Regions from separate parts of the Mus musculus genome. Here all the other regions are linked to region 1. Evidence: chromatin contacts called from public promoter capture Hi-C data. All regions are on one chromosome and are shown on one strand. The core of a region is the stretch at or near the end of the contact, and the rest is flanking DNA. Distances in the headings are between cores, read along the strand shown.

What was found. Promoter capture Hi-C pulls out the DNA fragments that hold promoters and counts their contacts.
Region 2: a contact with region 1 is called in a promoter capture Hi-C map of hippocampal neurons, with 3 times the contacts expected there. The contact joins the enhancer-like site here to the promoter of Baalc in region 1. A contact is called at or near these places in 5 of 39 promoter capture datasets (embryonic stem cells, hippocampal neurons, liver and 2 more), 1 of 115 datasets of contacts at active chromatin or transcription factors (embryonic stem cells) and 1 of 9 other capture datasets (embryonic stem cells).
Region 3: a promoter capture Hi-C map of hippocampal neurons shows a contact between it and region 1, with 2.6 times the contacts expected there. The contact joins the enhancer-like site here to the promoter of Baalc in region 1. A contact is called at or near these places in 3 of 39 promoter capture datasets (embryonic stem cells, hippocampal neurons and stem cell-derived epiblast-like cells) and 3 of 115 datasets of contacts at active chromatin or transcription factors (differentiating embryonic stem cells, embryonic stem cells and extraembryonic endoderm stem cells).

What each region holds. Positions count from the first base shown.
Region 1 is chr15:38,931,862-38,936,954 of GRCm38.p6, reverse strand. Baalc (brain and acute leukemia, cytoplasmic) reads right to left here and starts at 3,046. Exons shown (of 2, transcript NM_080640.6): 1 at 2,879-3,046. The coding sequence starts at 3,046.
Region 2 is chr15:39,863,295-39,868,387 of GRCm38.p6, reverse strand. No RefSeq gene overlaps it. Among named protein-coding and RNA genes, the nearest start is that of Dpys, 8.4 kb to the right of the region's middle. Within about 2 kb of position 3,132, at least 8 of the 459 cell types and tissues checked have an H3K27ac peak or open chromatin away from gene starts, as enhancers often do. A contact at or near this core is called in hippocampal neurons, where this site is marked.
Region 3 is chr15:39,814,024-39,819,116 of GRCm38.p6, reverse strand. The region is part of intron 7 of Dpys (dihydropyrimidinase); the gene reads left to right. Among named protein-coding and RNA genes, the nearest start is that of Gm16291, 20 kb to the right of the region's middle. Within about 2 kb of position 2,471, at least 69 of the 459 cell types and tissues checked have an H3K27ac peak or open chromatin away from gene starts, as enhancers often do. A contact at or near this core is called in hippocampal neurons, where this site is marked.

The sequences.
Region 1 (5,093 bases), core at 1,797-4,296:
TCATTTATTTTACAAATTAAGGTGGGAAGCAGGTTTACAGGAAATCACCTGAGTGCTGACTCAGTCCTTGTTTGCAGCCCCTCACAGAACGGAATTAACATCAAATACAATTATCCACAACGGGCTATAAAGCACAGAGGACTCAGAACATAAAATCCTGTTGTTCACCATCACTGGTGTGTTCATTGTGTCCCATCGCCCTTCAGAAAGGAATGTGAGCTTTGGAGGGGGCCTCTGTACTAACAGTTACTATCCCCACTAATGTCTTCCCAGGTTCCTCAGAGCACCAGTCAAGTCTGCAACAATGTTATTTATCATATCATCTGACTCTCACTCTCACCCCAGATGGGCACTGGCCGGGTCCTTGGCACTCCAGCAGTCCCTGGCATCTGAGCCAGATGGAACTCAGAGGATTTTAAGGGTGCTCTTAAGAATTAAGGAAGAGAGTCTCAAGGCCCAGTAAGGATTGCCTTTAACCCACAATTTTTTTCTGGTAAATCTGAATTGGAAAACTGCAAGAGGTGTGTGGCTGAGGCTGTATGCTTTCCCAAAGGTGCCTCCTGGAGAAGAGCCATCATCCAGGAGCTGGTGCACAGGGGAGATGGTTCATAGCTTAATAAACCCAACGCACGCTGAAAATGTAGGTTGCAGTGCCACAGTTCACCGTGGGCTATCAGCTGGTTCCTTGGTGATCTCCAGGATGACCGAAAGCCATTATTCTGTCCACTGTCAATGTAAGAGAAGGTGGCACTGCAGGTGCGAGGAAGAGGTCCCAACTTGAAATTAGAATTGTGATATCCAAAGTGTACGTGTTGTTTTCTCACCATCGTAAAATTGCAGCTTTGAACTTTGACCCTCCAACTGAAAGACCCACACGTGAGGACTCCCCCATGTTCTGACTCAGGTGAGGCAACACCCCAAATCACTCACGCTATCTCGTGACTCGGGTGGGGGTATCCCCACGGAGGTCTTTCACTACCTTCATCTTCTCAGTACTCCCATTGCCCACTGGGGATTAACTCCAAGGGTTTGTGCTGTTAGGAAAACACTTTACCCACTGAGCTATGGCCCCATGCCCTGCGTTGTGATGCTCTGATCCACCAGGTTCATCTCCATCACGTATATGGTACTATCTGTGCCATACAGTGCATGCCTTACTTCCCTTGCCTATAAAATGGTCATGATGCTGTTGGGAGGATTCCAAAGCCTAGAGGGCCTAAGAGCTAGCACCCTTTTAAGTGCAAAACACAACTTTGAAATGATGGGTGAGGAGGGCAGAATGTGGCACAAGGAAAACAAGCATGTAGATCAAGCTGTTTCCAGGTAACTGCCATCTCTCCACTATAACACATTCTGTGTCTCAAATATGGAGAGAAGGATTAGGAGACAGACATCTGGACCTTCTCTAGAACACTCAACCTCGTGAACATGGTTCTGTGGACCCCAAACTGCCTTGCACTCTGTCAATGATGACTGGGTCTCCTGAAAGTCAGCTGATGCACAAAGTAGACAATACAAGACCCTTCCATCTCCCTTCCCCAGCTAGCCTTTGGGCTCCATTAGCATTCCACTTAATGAGGTCATTGTGTTGTGGGCCCAGCTATCATGTTTGTCCCTCCTTCCCATTGTTCTTTGTATCGCAGTCTATAAGAGGAGGCCCATCTGTCTGTTCCTTTGGATATTATTTTATTTCCACTATATGTTTAAGAAACCTGAGATTCTGAAAGATTGACTCTACAAGTCTCCTCGGGTAATGAACTTTGGAGACAAATTTGAAACTGGTTTGCTGATCAAAGCCACTGAAAGCAACTTAATGATGTGAAAAGGAATTCCATCGCAAAATTCTTGCAAACGATAAGCTTTGTTACACAGTGAAATGGAATAAAATTGGTCACCTCGGGGTTTAGCTAGTTTTCATTCTTCCCCATGGCATTGTATGCTATTTAAGGTCCATGTACATGTTTACAATGTCTTTGCTGTAACGGAAAAACTTGATCCTTGTCTTCATCTACACAAAACAATGCTTTTGTGATCTATCAACTCAGAAAAAGAAAGTGCTTTGGGAAATAAACTACCATGTAAGGGACTGATCAGAAGAAAAAACAAAAAGAATACCATCACTAGGTAGGAAACTGTGCCCTCGGGATGCAGGAGGCCAGAGCTGGGACAGGTGGGATCAGTGGGTTCTGAACCTTCAAGTAAATGGTGGACTTCAGGGAAGATGAGGAAATTGGAGGAGGAAGGAGAGGAGGAGAGGAAGAGGAAGAAGAAGGAGAGGAGGAGAAGAGGAGGAGGAGGAAGAGACTGCAGAGTCTCCAATTGCTCAGAGCTTTCATTCTGGGCTGCAGCCCTCACTCCCCCAGCCCTACCCCATGGAGGAGCCAGGCACAGCAGGAGAACCTCTGGGAAGTAAGGGATCAAAGGATGCCAGCCTGGTCCAGGACCGCATCCAGCCTTCTTTCAAACAGCAAGCTTTCTGGTGATGCTGGTATGATATTTTACAAGAGTCACCCTTGAAGACCCTTGCACTGACCAGCTGATTAGAGGGTATGAGGTACAATGCCAATTTTGTTTCCTTCCGCTGGCTTTGCTGCCTAACACAAGGAGACTTTTGGACAAAGCTGTGTACCTGAACCAACACACATTTCCTCCAGAGGGCAACTCTCTAGGACTCGTTTCTATAAGTTAAATAAAACTCAACAGCCCACAAGGAAAGGATTAAAATGGCATTTGCAGTAAGTTTTTACATTGAGTGGTGGAAAACCTCGATTCCCGAGGTCCCGAGGTCTTCCTTCCCTGGACACAGTGCTGGTGGTCCCGATTTGTAAGTTCCACCCCTGTTCTCCATCCCCAGTTGATGTTGTAGTTTTGACCCTACCTCTGTGGCCCAGAGGCCATTCTGTTTCTGGGTCAGAGGGCCTGAGCTGAGGTTCTGTGAGTTGGGACATTGGGTCCCACAGTTCATCTTCTTCTCTGGGTTGGCTATTCCACCCGGGGCTGCAGGTCGGAGCACCCCGTTAGAGGACAGTCCGTCTTCCAGCACACCTGGGGAGGCAAGGAGAGAATGGCACCAGAGGCTTGCAAATGGCAGCTGTTACAAGCAATCCCAAGGTGGCAAAGAAAGGGCAGCTAATAGCAAAAGGTGGCCTCAAGTTCCACCTGGTAAAGCTATCTTTTCCTGTAAGAATACGTGTGTTTTTACGTTAAAAATAAGATTTAAAAATAGCTTTGTAGCTTGAAGTTTTCACTTAACACATTGATGGCAACTTTTCCACATTATTAAACACTCGGCCATGTTATTTTTTACACGTCTGCTGGTCGTACGAACAAGCAATCATTTAACCAATGCCCTCTAACTGGATATTTGTTTCCACGTTCTAATGCTAGATGTTACTGGAATAACATTCCTTTTGATTAATAATTTTATTCCTAGTGGTTCTCTGGGATAAATTCCTAGAAGTAAGGTCACTCTCTTGACGGTTACACAAAGATAATTTTTCCTAGTCTCCACCTATTGGACTGAGCAAGTGTGTCTCCCACAACAAATGCCAAGAAACACAGAACTTCAAATAAATGACCTCACTAAAAAGCAAAAGGAGGACAAGATGGGAATTCAGGACACACAACAAGTACCTGATTTGTAGGAGAAAAAGGCCCAGGGATCAAAGAAGGGATCTGCCAAATGAGCGGAGAGAAGCCAGCCAGATGCCACAGGAGTTACGGGCATGAGGGAACAGCCAGAGAGGCCATCCCTTTTCCTCCACCAGCCTAGTCTAGATGGCCGTCCACCATCTGGGACTTGGCTCACAACAGGAAGCTGTACCCAGGGGCCTTGAATTTCACTTGTATGACTCAAATTCAAAAATAAAATGACTAAGAGTGTCAAGACAGTGTTCACTGAGCTTTGAATTTGAGCCAGGCCCTTTCTGAGCCCAGGAGGTCCTGGGCTCATGACTGCAGCTGATTTGCTGAAAGTGACCAGCCAGTCTTTTGTATAGGCTACACTTCTGGGTAACAGAGGGAAATGTAGTTTACTTTGTCCTTTTTCTGTATTTTCACATTTTGGTAAGAAATACAAGCTAGATTCACACAACAGAAACACGGGGTTTGTGGCTGACCTTTTGGGGTACCCTCTTAAGCAATCTAGAAAGGTTACATATGGCAACGATCCCTGGCTGGCCTCATTTTTTTAGCTTGCTATCAGAACATCTCAGCTTATAGGCCAGGCTCGGTAGGCTAGTCGGTAAGCACTTAGCTGATTGTGTGAGTCATAAGTTAAGAATGTAACCAACATGGCTAAAGAGAGGATTGTGAGGAAGAGACAGCTGGTGCTAGGCCATAAATAATGCTTACCCTGTCTGTGTCAGACATCGTTAGAGCCTTTGTGCATGTTGCCCCTTTAACCCTCACAGGAGCCCTGTGAACTAGGAACCATGATCCATGCTCAGTGACTAAAGTAGCCCCTGCATTGATGCTGGGTGCCATCTGCTTATCTGTTGCTTACCACTCTCTTCCTACTCCAGCCTGGGGTGGGGGACTTGCCCTTACTGTAAAGGAGGAGACATTGAAGTCTAATTCTAGACCTGTGCTTTTCTGAGGCTTGGGGTACAAGCAAGTGCTTCCTCCTAGTAAAACTCCCAAGCAGGCTGCTCTCAACCTTAGTGCTTAGGAAACCCATTAATGGTGTCTTAAAATGCAAATCCTGACATCCATTGGCCCAGATTTCTGATTCAGTAGAGACTCAGGAACATGGATTTCTGAAAGTCCCCCTAGATTCTGAGGCAGAGGACTTTAGAGACTGCACAGGATCCTTATATTATGATCATAGATGTAGCTGCTACATACAGATCTCCATCTAACAGATTAATGCTCTTGCTTATTCTGAGGGTTATGGGCAAAATGCTTATCTTTATTTGTCTCACAGTGGATTCTGGAAAAGCATCATAAACTGAGATAAATTTGCCAGCTCCTTAAAATTTGCCTGCCCCTAGAGAGGCAACATCCTAATGTGAACATCTTCCACAAAATTTCCATCCCGGAGACAAACCAAATGACTGACTTTGTCAAAAGCTGGGAAACAGACATGCCGCTGC
Region 2 (5,093 bases), core at 1,883-4,382, 930 kb before region 1:
AAGCACCAGTGTTGGCAAAGAACAGAAACAAAATGGATGTATCTGAAGGAAGGAAGGGTTCTATGGGCTCCCCCTGCCCGGGCTCCAGGGTGGAGCATACCCAAGGGTCTCACGTCCCAGCAGTTCTACTGTCATTTCCCCATCACTCACCTAAGTTGGAAATGAAAAGGAATAAAAGAAAGTACATCCAGTTTGCTTGCTGCTTACTGAGTGCCCACCACAGTCACAAGTGTTCATGTCTTACCCTCCAGCCTCTCTGCTCTCTCAGTCAGTTCTAGTACAGTGCCTCCTGCTTTGTTCAGGGCCCTGTTTACAGGCCAGTGGGAGACAGCGGAGAGCAGCCTTTTCTTGGATTCCTTGAATTCGCGAGGGTAGCACATTCATGACAAGTTAAACGATCACAAGTGAGCATTGGCTTGGGTTCCCTCCGAGGTGGTAAAGGGGAAAGGACGTTTTATGGGGGTTTAGAGCTGAGTGGAGTCTGAGTAAACACAAGAAAGAGCTGTCCTGCCCTCACCTCTGATATCCTCCTGCTGTCACATACATGAAACCGTAAGCCACGTGTGCATGGTGGTTGGCCGCAGTCATGTATGTGATGTTTTCTTGTACAAATGCTAGAGAGGTTAATAGCACTATCTGTTCTTGCAGAGGTCTTGAGTTTGATTCTCAGCACTCACATGGTGGCTCACAGCCATCTATGATATGATCTGGTGCCCTCTTCTGGTGTGCAGGTGTACATGCAGATAGATCACTCATATACATAAATAAGCCTCTTTTCAAAGGTACTAGAAAAAGACATGTGCCAGCCTCTAAATGTGATTTTGTTTTATTTATTTTTGCTTTTTCCTTATGGGATGGAATTTTCTAGGCAAATTAGCCTATTTTTAAGTACCTATCATTGGTCCAGTCCTATCAACTTTACAATCCTACGATGAATATACAAGTATTGATTAGCAATAGTGGCAAGATTAAGATTCAACCTTACTCATGTCTGACTCAACAGTTGAAAGATGAATCACAAGAGACGTTAAGTTTATCAGTTGAGAGAAGCACTGGTCCCAGATCATCATGAGGACAGCTTGGGGGGGCTGGGCTCATCCTAACTGATCAGCACTACCTTGTGAGTACAGACACTTGTAAAGGCCTCAGACCATCTACTGCTGTGTGGCAGACTGTCCCAAACCTGTTTACAGCAACTACCATCTTGCAAATCAGAAAGAGCTGGCTGCTGGCTGCTGGCTGCTGGCTGCTGGCTGCTGGCTGCTGGCTGCTGGCTGCTGGCTGCTGGCTGCTGGCTGCTGGCTGCTGGCTGCTGGCTGCTGGCTGCTGGCTGCTGGCTGCTGGCTGCTGGCTGCTGGCTGCTGGCTGCTGGCTGCTGGCTGCTGGCTGGGAACTCAGAGAGCTTGCGGTCTTGCGAGTGAAGCTATCCCAGGGTCTTTGTGCTTCCTACAGCATAGAAGCTGAGATCTAGAAATAGTCAGCGACCCTCTGCAGAAGCTGCAGGTCTCGTAGATCTGAGTTGCAGACTTCCTAGCATACTTCTCCACATTTGCTTTCTTACATCGTTAAGGTCAACCCAGATCCCACAGAGAAAGATCAACTCCACAATCAGTAACAGACGCAGCAAACGGTTTGTGGCATACATTAAAAAATAATGAAATGCTATTATAACGTTATAATAATGTTATTATAAGTAGAAAAACAGTTTTATTGTCTCCAAAAGAAGCTTGTTTGCTAAAAGCATATCAAATCAGCTCCACTCTCATCTACTAAGCATATTGATTGCATCCTGTGTTTATTTATTATATGAACTTAAAAAAATCCCAGCATTGGATAGGAATGTAGCTAAGTGTCATAATTCTTGCCTGACATGTTTTAGGTCTTATAGCATTGTGTTCTCATGCTAGTTATGTTGCCCCCAAAAAAACCTGTTTGCAGTGTCCTGCACATAGGACTAAAAGCAGCTTGTCCCCAGTTGGTTTTTGACTGGTCAATAAAGCTACCAGCAGCCAATGGCTGACAGAAACACAGGGCAGGACATTTAGGATTCCCAGGAAAGGAACGAGGAAGAGGGGGTTCTGGCATGACAAGGGTGTAGGAGGCAGACCATGCAGCAAAGTGCAGGAGGGAGAGACTGCAGACATGTCAATGGGGTGGGGGGAGGCAGCTCCAGAAGGGCTGCCCAGCAGAGGCCAGGGCAGCAAAGATAAAATATAAACTTAGTAAGTATTAACTCAGGAATATCAGAGGGGAGTGGGTGTTAGCCTCATGGAGTTAGGGAGTGACCCACCAATTGAGCTGTTTAAGGTATTTAAAATAAAAGGTTGTGTATGTGTGTCTTTTTGGGGGGAATCCATAAGGGATTGGGTCGGGAAACAAGGAGCACACACACACCCTCCAGGGAGTTTAAAGTGGTTAACTTATTACAGCTTCAATGTCCTGAGTTCTATTTCCTAGCAAACATACACACACACACACACACACACACACACACACACACACACACACACACACAAAACGGTATACAACTTAAGAGAAACAGTTTGGCATGTTGTAAATACAAATGATGCACAGGGCTTTTTTTCAACTACATTTAAAATAACTTCTGTCTCTACATGATAGTTCAAAATCTATTGGAAGCAGCAATATAGCCTCTGAAAGTCTGGAGTCAAATTGCCTGGACTGTAATCTTTTCCCTCCCCTTCTAACCTAATGACACTTCACCACTGAAAAAGCATGTTGGATGCCACCAAAGGCTTTTTCTGCATCTGTTGAGATGATCATGGAGTTTGTTGTTTAGGCCCATTATTTATTTATTAGATTTATCAGCATCATGCATCCATATATCAGCATGAACATCAGCAAGTGACTTTGTCACTGGTATCAGATGCAGTATAACTTCAGAACTCAAATTAATTCTTCCTACGCTGCATTTTCACTTAGAGATCAATAGATATATTTCCTACTTAGGTTTGAATAGTCACATAATGAAATATTCTGTTGTATTAAAAAAAGATTAGGAAACAAACGCTTGACAATCGGTAGGATGGCTGTGCTGAGAGGGAGCAGTGAGTGGTGCTGGCAAGGGTTTGGAATTGGACGCTTCACAGATGCATGGTAGGGATGTAAAATTATGCCACTGCGTTGTAAATACAGCCTGGAAGTGCCTCAAAATGAACAGAGCCACCACATGAGCCAGAAATGCTATTCCTAGATACAGCTGAAAGCTTGTCCTTATAAAATGTATCCACAAATACCAACGTTAACTTCTAACAGCCAAAAGTGGAAAAATCTAAAATCCCACCTACTTCACAAATTAATGAACAGCCTCCCAAATGTGTGTGGTCCCACTGATCGAAAACGTTCACAAGGAGCAGGTTCACGGAGAGTCAACGTGTCTTTCCTTAGGGCTCAGGAAAGGGAGATGAGTTGGGAGATGTCAAAAACTACAGAAGACAGAGACAAGCAAGACAGAGTGATGCCATAGAGGACAAGTAATCCATACCTTCAGATGCAAAGTCACAGAGAGCTAGCAGAAACACGCTGAAGGGCACTAGGGAGTCTCATCCATGCGTCAGCTTACCTGCAGTTGATCACTGTGTGTACTGAGGTTGCGTTCTGTTCCTTCCACACAGCCTGGGGGATTGGAAAACCATGTTCCTTTATGAATACATTTAAAGGGGCAGCTCCAGGCCCTGGAGGAAGTAATCCCCAGTTACATAGTTGCCGAGAGGCTGTAAAAAGATACATCCTCATTTAACCTGACAAAGGTCTTGCAGTTAGAATGCTCTAGGGGGGAACTGGGCTGAATGAACGGCACAGGGAAAGACACCTCAAGGTTTCCTTGGCCAATAGGCCTTCTCTAGGAGATGACACTCTCCTAAAATCTGGTTAGCAGAGGCTTGCAAACCTCTGTAAATACACTAAATGCCATTGACTATAAGTGTGTCCACTTCATGGTACTTCAATTAGATCCCAACAGACTTTAAGACAACAAAGAATTATCCATATTTGTGTGTGTGTCATACATGTATATTGATGTATAGATACAGATAATGTCCTTTTTTTTACAAGCTATTTTAAAAATGACCTTTCTTATCCTGGAGGAGAAAAGTAGTTGCTTTATCAAATTAAAAGCACAAATACTATCACTATTTGGTGGGTTTAATGTAGTGATTGTGGGCCCTGTGGCCTTAAAATCAGATCGGAACAGCAAGTTACTTTGGCTGTAGCCTCTGAGTGGCAGCTCACCTGTAAAGAGATAGTGGTGTTTCATACCTAATTCAGTCCTCCTTCTCCTCCTCCTCCTCCTCCTCTTCTTTCTCCTTCTCCTCCTCCTCTTTCTCCCCCTCCTCCTCCTCTTTCTCCTCCTCCTCATCTTTCTCCTCCTCCTCTTTCTCCTCCTCTTTCTCCTCTTCCTCCTCTTTCTCCTCCTCCTCCTCTTTCTCCTCCTCCTCCTCTTTCTCCTCCTCCTCCTCTTTCTTCTCCTCCTCCTCTTTCTCCTCCTCTCTCTCCTCCTCCTCTTCTTTCTCCTCCTCCTCCTCTTTCTCCCCCTCCTCCTCCTCTTTCTCCTCCTCCTCCTCTTTCTCCTCCTCCTCCTCTTTCTTCTCCTCCTCCTCTTTCTCCTCCTCCTCCTCTTTCTTCTCCTCCTCCTCTTTCTCCTCCTCCTCCTCTTTCTTCTCCTCCTCCTCTTTCTCCTCCTCCTCCTCTTTCTTCTCCTCCTCCTCTTTCTCCTCCTCCTCCTCTTTCTCCTCCTCCTCCTTTTTCTCCTCCTCCTCTTTCTCCTCCTCCTTTCTCCTCCTCCTCTTTCTCTTTCTCCCCCTTCTCCTCCTCCTCCTCCTCTTCCTCTTCCTCCTCCTCCTTTCTCTTTCTCCCCCTTCTCCTCTTCCTCCTCTTCCTCCTTCTCTTCCTCCTTCCTATCTCTCTCCTTCTCTCTCTCCCTCCCCCTTTCCTTCCCTCCTTCTCTCTCTCTCTCTCTCTCTCTCTCTCTCTCTCTCTCTCTCTCTCTCTCTCTCTCATGTGTGTACACATGTACATATATGTGCAAGTGTGTATTGGGCATGGGCATGCACCTGTCTCTGGAGGCCTGAAGC
Region 3 (5,093 bases), core at 1,222-3,721, 880 kb before region 1:
AGGCAAACTTAAGAAGTGAGGTGCTATGCCCTAGGCTTATGTTTGAAAAGGTACTTTGGAACTTGAGCTTGGTCAAGCTCAGCCCAGTAGCATGTCGGAGAATGTGGTTGGGCAAAGTGGAAGAGAGCGGCCTTCCACATGGCTCAGGAGGCAGGAGGGATTTGGCAGTGGCTGGGAGACACTGGGAAGATTGCCTTCAGTGACAGCTGTGCTTCGGAGGAAGTCAAGGGGGGCATCCCCTCACTCTGCTCTTTTTTTTTAATTCTTTTTTTTTAATTAGGTATTTTCCTCGTTTACATTTTCAATGTTATTCCAAAGGTCCCCCATACCCACCCCCCAACCCCCTACCCCCCCTCCCCCTTTTTGGCCCTGGCGTTCCCCTGTACTGGGGCATATAAAGTTTGCTCTTAATTATTGTACAGGATCCTTCAATAGTAACAGGATGCAGAGATGTATCCGTAAAAATGAGATTTTTCCAAGCGTGAGAGAGGATGCCCTGCTGGACTCCTTTCGTTCTCTTGAAGCAGACTTTGACTTCTGAGGCTGAGAGCTGTTTCTCAAGCAGAAGTAGCTGGAGCGTGAAGAGAACTGCTCTCCTGTTGTGCTCTCAAACGCACTCTGGGCTGTTTCGCCTTGGAGACAGGTTCTGAGAGTCCAGGCTATACTGGTCCTTCCTTTGGTCCAGGAAGAGGAGAGGGAATATAAGATGAGATAGTTTACTCTCAGAAGGGATGTGTTAAAAATACCGTTTGACAGCCACCAAACCCAGACACTATTGCATATGCCAGCAAGATTTTGCTGACAGGACCCTGATATAGCTGTCTCCTGTGAGGCTATGCCAGTGCCTGGCAAATACAGAAGTGGATGCTCACAGTCATCTATTGGATGGAACACAGGACCCCCAATGGAGGAGCTAGAGAAAGTACCCAAGGAGCTGAAGGGGTCTGCAACCCTATAGGAGGAACAACAATGTGAACTAACCAGTACCTCTCATTGTTGTGTCTCTAGTTGCATATGTAGAAGAAGATGGCCTAGTTGGCCATCATTGGGAGGAGAGGCCCCTTGGTCTTGCAAACTTTATATGCCCCAGCACAGGGGAACGCCAGGGCCAAGAAGTGGAAGTGAGTGGGTAGGGGAGCAGGGTGGGGGGGGGAGGGGTATAGGGGACTTTTGGGATAGCATTTGAAATGTAAATGAAGAAAATACCTAATAAAAAATTTTAAAAAAATGAAGCCGGGCGTGGTGGCACACGACTTTAATCCCAGCACTCGGAAGACAGAGGCAGGAGGATTTCTGAGTTCGAGGACAGCCTGGTCTACAAAGTGAGTTCCAGGACAGCCAGGGCTATACAGAGAAACCCTGGCTCGAAAAACAAAAAACAAACAAACAAAAATACTGTTTGAGAGGTTCAGAGCAGAGCGGTCCTGCATGAGGCCAGAGGGAGGTGTACTGTCACGTCACGTGGGATGAGAGTGGGCAGAGGATCCGTACCCGAGAGTCGAACTGAAGCTGAGGCAGAGTAAACTCAAGCACGGGGGAGGAGCAGGCGTCCAGGCTGCCTGAAGAAAGAAGAGAAGGCAGCCAGATGGCCTCCAATGTGAATTGTGTCTGTCATAGACTGAGCTGAATGTTCACAAAGTTAGCCTTGTGGAAAAGAATTATTTAATCAAGGGAAGAAATGGATTTATCCTACGATGGTGATTTTAACATTAGTTACAGTCCAGTGTTATATATGATTTCTGTTTTAACATATAATTAGACACTAGATGTTTTACTGCAAAATTCCTCAAATGCTTTTAGCATAAATGACAGAAGACGGCAATGTGCATTGAATCCCATATCCTGAAGGGGGCGCCCACAACCCGCACTGGGCTGCCCGATCTGCTGGTTATGTAAGGAGGCAGCCTCCTGAGAGAGGAAGCGATTGCTAACGCTCTGGGGGCTACATGGTACCTAGATGTTTCTGTGTGTTTGTTATTCCTGTTGGTTATTAACGGCACGTAGAAAACAGTGTGCTTGCCACATAGCCTGCTGCCCTAAAACCGGGTTTCATTAATGTCACCAAAGGAGGTCAGGAGAAAGAAAAGCCGGGCATCCACACTTTTCTCCTTCTGCTGCTTGTTTTGTAAATCTATAGAAGCTGCATGGTTCCAAGAGTGAGGCACTGACATCAGTGTGCTGATGGATCTCGAGAGAGGACTGGGAGTGGGCGTATGAGGGGAAAGGTAGGAAATCCTGATGAAAGATGACCTTAGACATAACAAGCCTGTAAAGAAAAAGTCCCTGCAAAACCAACTGCAATACCTCCTCTGTGTCATTGCACATTTAAAAAAAAAAAAAGGCTGCATTTAGTGCAAAGAGAACATTATCAACTTTTTTTTTTCTGCTTTGGAAATGAAGAGTCCCCTGTATTCAGTTTGACAGCTCATTGAGCCTGTGTCTATCTCTTGTGACAGAAGTGTGTGCCCTGTGCTTCACTGCTCCGGTCAAAGCTTTAGAGTTAAGGACATAGCCCTTTATCTAGTTGTTTGGCCTTTTTTGGGGTAGAATATTCTGGTACTTAGCTTATAGAGAAGAAATCAAGAGTGTGGGTTTCATGTGATATTGAAACAGAATTTTAAGGTGTCATATGGTTGAAACAGAGATCAGTCAAAATGGCCAACCTGTTAAAACTCTGATCAGAGAAAGGGGAATGTGAGCTGCCTGCAGGTCTGCAGGAGCAGCAGCAACTCGTGGTCTGGCAATTTAAGGCTCTCCTTTGAGCTCTGGTTCTTTGGTATTCATTAAAGAGCACTTAGTTACTATGGAAACTGTCCCTTTTCTGTATTTATGAGCTACAGGGCATCTCACAGCATCTCAAGCATACCAGCACAGCTGACTACTGTGTGCATTGAAACATTTGATGAAGACTTCTAGCCGCTCTGTATTCTGCAGAGGAGGCATATTTTTGTTTCCAGTTATTTGGGGTTTATTATTTTTTTTAAACTCAATTACAGCAAGCTTTGACCTTGCATTCACCATTCTGGAAGGCATTGTGCTGCCTCTCCTGCTTAATTTCCGTCCTTTTCTCAGTGTAGATAGAGATAAACGAATTTAACTTTGTATTCAGTGAAGAGTAATGACTTGAAGATTATGAATGTGCCCCTGGGTTCTGCCTAGGAACCTTTGTATGAAATTGAGCAGGAGAGGGATGGTTCTCTAAGGGACATGGAGCAATAGGGAGTAAAAAGCATCATGAACCAAACAGTGAAGCTTAGGGTGTGTACATAGGGTCATATCATCAGGGAGAGCTTCAAAGAGACCGCTTGGCATTTTCCTTGGAGAAAACTAGATAACTCATTGTGTGCTATCTAATTTCTGAACTGTAATTCTTGTCTTCTTCCTCCAAAGAAGTATATGCATACACATGAGAGTGCACACACACCACACACACATGCACAAGCACATACATAAGCACACCTAAGTACACACACAAGCACACACACAAGCATACACACACCACACACACAAGCATACACACACCACACACACAAGCACACACACACCAAACACAGACAAGCACACACACAAGCACACACACAAGCATACACACACCACACACACACACACACACCACACATATACCACACACATAAGCGTACACACACAGAGAGAAGCACACACACACACCACACACAAGCACACACATAAGCATACACACACCACAACACACCACACACACAAGCACACATACCACACACACACACCACATACACACCACGCACACAGCACACACACAAGCATACACACTCCACACACTCAAGCACACACACAAGCATACACACAAGCATTTACACACCACACACACACCACACACACAAGCACACACACACACACACACCATACACATAAGCACACACACACACACACACACAAGTACTCACACAAGCATACACACTACACACACACACACACACACACACACACACACACACACACACAGTCTGTGATTGTTTTGAAAAGCTGGTCAGCATAAAGATTAGCTTTTCACACCAGTGCTGACAGACTCTGTAAAGAACTGTTCTCCCAGGCCCCAAAGCTCAGTTGTCCCAGTTCATGTGGTAGAGAAGAGCAATGTGCACTCAGGGCTTGTGCAGGTGCCTACGTAGAAACGATGGTTACACCATGATGTCCTTGCTGCGTTGTCATGATGCAGCATGGTGTTGGGACCCACAGGTGGGTCTGCACAGTTGGAGGAGCATCCTCCACACAGTTCTTACTACAGATGTGTATGCTCCCAGGACAATTTCTTGGTGGATGATAATTATAGAGATGTTGAGGTATGAGCGTTATTTTTTTATTGTTATTAATCCACACGAAATCCAGCCTGTTATTCAGGCATTGGGGTAGTAATACCCTGGTGGGAGAAGAAACCTTTTTATTAAAACTTTTCTTTGAAAAGGTTTGAAGCTAACAACTTTGTCTTTTCTGAGCTGGTTGTGGCTTTGAGAGTGCTACTTGGTTAAAAGGAACAGCATTATTTTTTTGTTTTGCAACATTGCTGTCATAAGGACGCTGTACACAAATCCTCAGCGTATACGTAATGCTCACAGTACTTGGTACACAGCAGTGCCCACGCACCAGCAGGGGCCAGTGTGTGGAATGGGTGGGAGCCGTGGCTAGCCATAGCTGTCAATCAGAGCTCATTGCATAATGGCTTCATTCAGGCAAGAACTGGATGAGTGTAAGAAAGTGATACTTCACTTAAGGCATCTCCTGTCTCATAGACACGCCCAGTTTTTACCAAGAAAGACGGAAACTGAGACACTCTCAGGCTTCTTTCTGGCTACGACAGCCTGGTGGAATCGGGTGCTCCCAAGAGTTGATATCCCTTAAAAATGATTTGGAGAGAAACTACTCAAACAAACCACCTAAGATTATTTTATGGCCTTTGTCAGACAGTTGCTTATTAAGTTTGGACGGTTCATGAAGAGAAAGTCTAGCTCTTTGATAACACACAGGGGTAAAATATTAACCACCATGTAGTGCATGTTATTTATTTAAACATGTTCTTATGCAACTGAACCTTTCAAGGGAACTAGAAATGATTTCTG